2 separate regions of the Mus musculus genome follow, and region 2 is linked to region 1. A link is a contact called in public Hi-C data. All regions are on one chromosome and are shown on one strand. Each heading gives the region's core, a stretch centred on a gene start, on an enhancer-like site or on the middle of the called end of the contact. The rest is flanking DNA. Distances are from core to core; before and after follow the strand shown.

Region 1 (4,097 bases), core at 157-2,656:
TAGAAAAAAAAACTGGTAGGAGGTGGCTGATGGAAGGGTCGTCTGAGCCACTGGATTATGGCTGTGGGCCCTCTGGCTGGTGAAGGTAAGTGTGGTCCCAGACAGCTGTGGGCCTGTGATTTCCATCTGGCCCCTCCATTCACTCCAACCCTTCCTGCTTTCTAAGAGTTTGGTTGGCATTATCCGATCTCTTTTTCAAACATCCTACCAGCCTCACCAGCAGGGACCCAGGGACACTAGCCTTCTTATTCCAGGAAGTGACTTAGAGAAGTCACCCAGGAGGTAGGAAACAGGAGAGTAAATTCTATTGTTTGCAAGAGGAAGCTGAGAAAGGCCTGGCAAGCCCCACATGGAGTCTGTGATGTGAGGGTTCTGTCCCTCACAGTATCTTTGCAAGGACGTCATAGAAGTGGGGACCACATAGGACACCAGTGTGGGTTAGGTGAGAAGCAGATCCTATGTGTAACAGTGGGTGTCACCAAAGCCTTAGGTCACACCCCAGTGGGCAAACAATCAGAAGGCCCTGTCTCCTAAGGAGAAAAGAAAGCTCAAAGCTCCCTGCCTTGACTAAAGTCACAACTGTAACCATTAGAAAAACGGATTCATGTCTCTATATCACAACTCCTCCCACCCAGGCTTAGGGGACATTACAGAAGACAAGATGGAGAGATTGTAAGAGCCAGAAATTGGGGACAAGGCTACCAAACAGTGTCTTCTGGACCTGACATGGCAGCTCCACTCACGGCTTCTTAGCAGATGTGGTGGTCTGCATAGGACCTGCAGGCAACAGCCCAGCACCAACAGGAGTGGGAGGGGAGGGCTTTGTGAGGGTTCACCCCTAGCTAAGAAGCTGATGGTCTCTTACAGGGTGCCCATAGTAGGTTTCCAATGTCCAGTGAATGACTCCTTTTCTGTGTGCATTTGGGCAGTGATACTTAGGCTCAGTGAGAGAGAGAGGGGGGGGGGAAGGGGAAAGGAAGAAAAGAAGAAAGGAAGAAAGGAAGAGGAAGGGAGGGAGGGGAGGGAGAGGGAAGAGGAAGGGGAGGGGATTTTCAGTTCCCAGTGCTCAAGTCAGGTGGTTCACAGCCCTCTGGAACTCAGCTCCACAATATCTGATGCCTCCAGCCTTTGCAGATACTTGCATCTGTACTATGCGGCACCCCCCCCCCCATCTGCACACATAATTAAAAATAATAAAAACAAATCTTTTTTTAAAAGAAGACAAGAAGTTGGGAGCAGGAGGAAAGCATCCCAGGGAGGAATTGGAGAGTGGATTCAGGCCAGAATATGGCCAAAATACATTGTATCCATGTATGAAATCCTCAAAGAATAGCTAAACAGCTAGACTTAAACAACCAAATTGAATCAAAAAAGCCACCCGGGCTCCACCTGCTTCGTATTGGAGGCGGCTGTCCTCACTTGTGACAGTGCGGGTGTGCTGTCTGTGTAGTACCCATCATGTTCTTCTCCTCCCTCACAGAAAGAGGGGTGCAGCGAGTGTGGGGGGGGGGGTCTTCAGCAAACTCTGTTTCCTGAACTTTTCTGGCAACAAGTATGGATTAGTTTTATAATCAGGAAAAACAATTAAGCTATTTTTAAAGCTGGCAATCGACACATCGTTGAAGGGGAGGCTGGAGGCAGCTGCTGTGGCTGAATCATCTAGAACAGTAAATTTAGTGGCTTGGTGCTAAGGGATCAGAATGGTGGGATGGGCCAGAGACTAACCTGGGTTGGACTTAACAACTACCTGCTATTCAAACAGGCTACAGGGACAGGACTTAGAGAAGGGACCTAGAAGGAGGGACACTGTACCACCCCCCAACTGCGTTTTCCTTAACATATGGGGCATCCACTGCCTTCTTTGGCTGCTCTCTGCCAACAGAGAGAAAGCAGCAGCCTCCATTTAAAACATGCACACACGCAACACCTCTGCCAAGTCGATGGGATGGGGTAGAGTGGGCAGAGAGACAACCAAGCCTTTGTCCCACTTTGCAAAAGCAGCGTATGCAATCACAGTCCGTGCAGAGGAAAGTGTCACCCAGATGAGTTCCTGTGCGTTCTCCCAACAACAGGAAGCTCTGTGTGGGCCAGGCACACTGCTCTGCTGTGGCTAGGTAAGGAGTAAATGTGGATGCCACCAATCCCCTGCCGATGAACTGCTGGTCTTTCATGTTGTTTGAGCCAACCTGAATGGTCAGATCTTCCCCCCTGTTTAGTTATATTCTCATCTCTGCTACCTAGAAGGGCACCCATCTCCCCTCTCACCACAATTCAAGGACTCCTCGGCAGTGAGATTAGAAGTGCCTCTGGCCTCACGGGTACTTGATGGATGGACAGGGCACAGAAAATGACGGCCACAGAGTGGCAGGTGGTCTTGGGAAATTAAACAGCTCTCCCCAGTCATCCATCATCAGCGCCTCATTCCTTCCCCTCGGCCTGGGGTCAGCAGGACACTCTCAGAGCAATCCATCACCTGCTGGGTCATAATATCACAGCTTTCTTCTCTCCAGGGATCCACCACAGCCCAGCATCCCGAGGCCACTGTCCACTCACCCACTCAGAAATGCCTCTAAATGCCGGCCTAAATAGTGGGCACTAGGCCTTCCAGGCCATACTGGCAGGGCAAAACCCACCTGGAACCAACCTTCATTTAAATGATGACTCTGAGGCTGGAGAGATGGCTTAGCATTTAAAAGCACTGGCTGCTTTGCAGAAGGTCCAGGTTCAGTTCTTAGCACACACACACACACACACACACACACACACACAGAGGCATCTCACAACTGTCTGTAACTCCAGTTCCAGGGGATCCCCTGCCTCTCCTGGCTTCTAAAGGCACATGTGAGGCACATGTATAGATGCCTGCTAAAACAAAAAAAAACAAAAACAAAAACAAAAACAAAAGCAAAACAAAACAAAATAAAACCTCATATGTATACAATGTAAATAAATAAAGTTTATTATGATATTTATTATCACCCACCCCGAGCTGGAGGAAGAGATGGTCACGAACCCATTCCTTAGATCCGCTAAGTAGTAGGTCCTGAGAGTTTATATGGTTCAGCGTCTTGAGGTGGGGAGAAGGGGCAAAGGATAATGTGACTTGTTCTGGACAATGAGAAACAGGAAGTCCCTGCCAATAGAGGTGTGTGACACTGACTCTCTTCCCTGCTCTCTGTGGTGGGACTGGAGGCCCTTGCCAGATGGCAGAGCTGCATGCCTGGTTGGCCTGGTCGCACTCAAGAGGAGCCTAGTCCCACAACAGTCTGCAAAATGCTAAAGAATGTGAAATGGTGCCAGCGTGCCCACGTTGACACTGCCCAGGGCCCTTCTGCATGCCTGGCTGGGGCATAGGACAAGTGACATGAATATGGGTTTTTCCATTGATCCAGATAGAAATGAGGGATCAGATTCTGTGGATTATGAAAGGTAACCTGGTCCTCGGTTGAGCTAAAGACTTTGAAGCCTGGGAGACCCTGAAGGGATGGCAGGAGCTTTTCCTGTTCCCAGGTACCAGGTCCTGCCATGTAGCCTCAGCCCCCCCAGGGATTTATGGCCATCAGTCTCATAAGGACAACACCCAAGCCCTCCCTCATGTAGATGAGGCATCCCTAACATCTCAGACCAAGGCAATAGGAAAAGAGATGTGACCTGTGGTCAAGTAGGCTCAAGTCAGAGATCTCCATGCTAATGAGGTACCTAGAGGCCTGGAGGGCATAGCCAATAAGCTTCCCTTCCCAGACATTCCTCCCTGCAAAAGGTATTTAATCTCAGACCCACACTGAGAAGTAAGGTATGGTTTTATGCATCCACTTTCCACCATGGCATTAAATGATTTGGAACCACAGACTGCCTCTTTTCATTGGGATCTGCTCTGGGGAGCCATGGAGAAGGCCTTTACCTACAGAGCTGCTGCCTAATGTCCTGTAGAAGGCCTCTCTGCACCCCTAGCCACAACCACTGCCAAGACTGCCACCATCAAGCCAAGGACTCTCCCTGAGGGATGAGCCAGAGCTCCCCTTCCCCCACCCCCTGCCCCAAGCTAGGCCCAGCCCACGTACCCCCCAACTCCATTCTCTCTTCCACAATTCCCAGTG
Region 2 (4,150 bases), core at 1,555-4,054, 110 kb after region 1:
TGTCAGAGCCTCGGTGTGCCAGCAGGAAGATGTGAGCACTGGGTGTTCTCTGCTGTCAGATGCCAGAAGCTACAGGTCACACTGGCAAGGCAGCAGTACCATCCAGTGAGAGATGATGTTTGCTAAGAGCCCACCTGGCCCCCCAGACTCTTACATGTGACACCCCAGCATGGCCAGGGAAAGTGGCACCATTTGGACAGAGAAAATCAAAAGCTGTTCCTTTTTGTTTTGAATCTCATCTCCACTCAGAGCTCATGTGTACATGTAGAGGGTGTTCCATGTGCATGACAGTGGCATGTGTATGGTGGGTGTGAATGTAGGATGGATATGCATGTATGTACGTACATGAGCATGTGTGTGGGAGATATGCATACATGCATGGCAACAGGTATGTGGTGTGGTAAATGTGCATATTTGTGGTGTGTGTATATATATATATATATATATATATATATATATATATATATATGGACATAATAGGTGTGCCTTCCTGCATGGCAGGTATACCTGAAGTAGAAACTTAAAGGTTTTTTGGAAAGTCGATTGGATGGTATTTTGCTGGGGCAAACACGTTGAAGGAGTGTTTTCCTGAAACAGATACAAGTGAAAGATTAAGGCAGACTTGTGAAGGAACGTTTAGCTGAAGCAGGCACAGGAGAAAGGATGTTCTGCTAAGGCAAACATGTGAAAGGGCACGTGATGAAGGATTCTGTGCTAACAACACACATGTATTGGTCTGCCTTACATTGTGTAGTTGAGCTGAATTTGTCAGGACTCCTCAGACTTGGGCTGACTCGATGCACAGTGCTGAGGCAAGGCACGTGGAGGACACGTGATGTTTGGAGGGTAGAAATAGGACTCCACAGTGACGGAGACAGAGCTTGGCTTGTTGTACAGCTAGCTGTGCAATGCTTGTAGGTCTCGAGTCTTTGCTGATCTTCTCTTCCCTTAGAGAGACACAGCTGAGAACTCCTGGTGTTCCTGTTGGCCCCTCCTACTGACTCAAGCAGAGGCTGAGGCCTGGCTGTCTCTAGGTCCTGTCACCGCTGTTGCTAACCCAACTCTACAGAACTGGACTGCTGTGTATCTGTGAAGTATTTGTGAGTGGATCAAACTGCTGCTACCTACTGACCTGTGAACTGAACTGCCGATTTCCAGACAACACAGACAGGAGTTGCTCCAAAGAACCTTTCTAAACAGGTCCATGTCCCCTCCCCCATATCCTTTCTTTTCCATTACCTCTAGTGGGTGGTGGGCTACAAGGGAGGTTAAAACATTTAAGAACAAGCATTAAAAATAGGTTTTAAAAAATTAAAGTTACATATACCTGTGTGCTTAATGAGTCTGAGTCTATGCATTGTGGATGTGCGTGTGTATAAGGGTACCTAATGGGTGTGCATGTATATAGGGGTACCTGATGGGTATGCTTGTGAGTGTGCATGTCTGTGGATATGCATGTATGAGATAAGTGAGCTTGTGTGCCTGATATACCTGTGTTTACATATGTGAGTATAGTTGGTGGCTGTGTCTGCATGCCTCGTATTTATCCTATATGCTTGGTGGGTATGCATGTGTGTGAGGTGAGTGTGAACACATGTTTGCATGTGAATACATGATATTTGCATGTATTGTTGGTGTGTTTGGTAGATGTGCTTGTATGAGTGGTAGGTGTACATGTGTGTAAGGTTCTTTGTCCTGCACAGATGAACACATATGTACAGTAGGTATACATTGTGCCTAAGTACAGATATGTATGTGTGTGTATACATGTTGATACCAGAGAGCTCCAGATAGGGGCCTGTTTGCACCCATGAGAACCAAAATGTCCTTTACCCGTTACTCTACCCCAAGTCCTATCGTGCTCTGGAGCAGACAGAAACCCCAGATCACTATCAAATCTGCAAATCCTGCTGACTTAGACACTGCAAAGCTAAGCCCTGTGGGAGCTTGCCCTGGGCTGGACATCATGGCATCTATGGGGTCAGTGGCCACACAGATATTCAGGCCTGTGAGGGAGGCAGATATTGTCTCCTCCAGAGACTGGCACCCAGCATGTCCTCCTCTCTCAACCAATATCCCCTGCTCAACAGAACTCGTCCCACTAGATTTTAAACACTGTCATATTTCTACCCTAAAGGTAATGATCTGCACTTCACACCCACCCCTCCAAACAATACCACCTTGGGAGAATAGCACACACCCCTCCCCACCCCCCAGAAATGCCCCCATTCACAGCTTGTGCTTTTAGGAGCTTGTGTTCCTTGTTGAGTGGTCTCAGAAGATAGCCCTGGCTGTATCTAGAGTGGGGCCAACTCCCTATAAATAGTCACTTGAGTTTTGGGGCCACAGCCTTGGGCTTGGGGATTCCCTGCAGTCAGTGTGCCTCCGTGGACTTAGTGGCCTATGATGACCCTACAAACTTATGTGTTCCTTATGTGCATTTAAGCTGACTTTCTAGAACACTCTCTGTACTAGTTGTGTAAATAGAACAATAAAACAGTAGAATAACAGAGAGAGAGAGAGAAAGAGAGAGAGAGAGAGAGGTGGGGGAGGAAAGAGAAAGTCTGGAAGCATCAGTGGCACCCACTGTCTCCATTTCTCACCTCCCACAAGCTCCCCAGCCCACTCCAATCTGGTGCCTAGACCCAAAGCATTTCCACCCGCAGCTCCCTGGGACCACCACAGCCTGCTATGCATCTCCCCCCCACCCCCACCCCCGGCCTCTGTAGCTCAAGATAGCTGCTGGCCACTCCCTTCTAGAAGCAGTGCCTGCTGATCCTGCCACCCTCTAGCCCCACCTCCTCATCTGGCCACCTTGCCTGGCTCCAGCCCCCATCAGTATTATCTGTACAGAGTGACATAGGGCTTCTCAGCCCCAGGTCCCAATTCTGGTCCCAGTCATGAACCCACTCTGGCTCCTCCAGGTGCCCAGTCTGAGCTGAGTCTCTCCCTCCACCATAGACACCAGCCTTCTCCTGTGCTCCACTGCACTGACTCCTCTTTCTCCTCCACTCCCACCTCTCTGTGTATTTTGTCACCACACAGACTTGCTGGAAGTCCCCAGCATGTGCCCCACCCTCTTGAGAACAGAACCTGCCACACCCCAACACACACACACACACGCTCGCACACACCTAACCTGGCTTCCTATCTGTTCCACGCTCCCGCTGCCACAGCCCCCGGGGCTTCTTTTCCCTGTGTTTGCAGCTTATCAAACGCAACTCACCCTGCCCCCTCTATGGGGCCCACCCATCTCACCTTGAGACCTCAACACAGTCCCCTCCCTCAAGAGGGCTCCTGACGTGGCCAACAGTCCAATGTCCTTGGAACAGAAGTTTGGGACAGTTGGGGTTACTGTCCAACTATAAGCATACCCTGGCACTGGAGGGACCCTTTCCCTGAATAGATAAGTACATGCCCCGCCCAGGGGCCAGTCTCCCAGCTGAGCAGCCCAGAAAGAGGCTTCACTTGTTCTTGGGTGAGCAAAAGTGGGGAAAGGCCTGGGGTGGGAGATTCAAAGCAGACATCAGGAGCACTGGACATCAGCCCTGTGCTGACCACTCCCAAGAGGCTCTCATTGGTTCTGCTGCCAGCCTAGGCCTCCAGGACATACCTCCTTAGCCTCTGATACCCTTAACTCCTCATATAAGAAGGAGCAGAAAAGAGTGGGTGGCCTTGGTCCCCTGTAGCCCATCTTTCTTCTCTGTGCCGGGAACACTCCCTCCAGGTGACTCCTTGCTGCTTGGGTTTTGACTGTAGCATCACACATGACAAAGGCACTTGGGACCCAACCCTGGGAAACAGCATCCAATGAGCAGGGGAGCTAGCCTCTTGCTATCACCCTGCCTTGCTCTTCATAGCCTCAAGCAGTCTCCTTTATTTATTCCTTTTTCTCTCTCCCTGCTTCTTGTCCTGATATCTCTGCTCTTGTGGTCATGCTCTAATGCGACACTCCATATACCTGTCGACAACTAGAGAAAAAGACTGGATACCTACGGAGACCATAAAAGCCAGTGATAAATCTTCCCTAGGCATTATCAGTTTAAGACAGTGACTGTAAGGTGGACCTCAAATCTCTATGCTTTCTGCTGAAATGGCCATAGGCTGCTAAACTCCAACATGTGACCATCTACACACATCCTGGCCACAT

The links. Hi-C and Micro-C count contacts between places; a contact is called where the count stands out from the background.
Region 2: a contact with region 1 is called in a Hi-C map of cerebral cortex, with 7 times the contacts expected there. The contact joins two enhancer-like sites. A contact is called at or near these places in 11 of 484 Hi-C or Micro-C datasets (the N1E-115 cell line, bone marrow-derived macrophages, brain and 7 more) and 2 of 115 datasets of contacts at active chromatin or transcription factors (bone marrow-derived macrophages and craniofacial prominence).

What each region holds. Positions count from the first base shown.
Region 1 is chr2:28,270,950-28,275,046 of GRCm38.p6, forward strand. No RefSeq gene overlaps it. Among named protein-coding and RNA genes, the nearest start is that of Olfm1, 67 kb to the left of the region's middle. Within about 2 kb of position 1,407, at least 19 of the 459 cell types and tissues checked have an H3K27ac peak or open chromatin away from gene starts, as enhancers often do. A contact at or near this core is called in the N1E-115 cell line and cerebral cortex, where this site is marked.
Region 2 is chr2:28,375,512-28,379,661 of GRCm38.p6, forward strand. The region is part of intron 2 of Gm13373 (a long non-coding RNA gene); the gene reads right to left. Among named protein-coding and RNA genes, the nearest start is that of Gm13373, 27 kb to the right of the region's middle. Within about 2 kb of position 2,805, at least 18 of the 459 cell types and tissues checked have an H3K27ac peak or open chromatin away from gene starts, as enhancers often do. A contact at or near this core is called in the N1E-115 cell line and cerebral cortex, where this site is marked.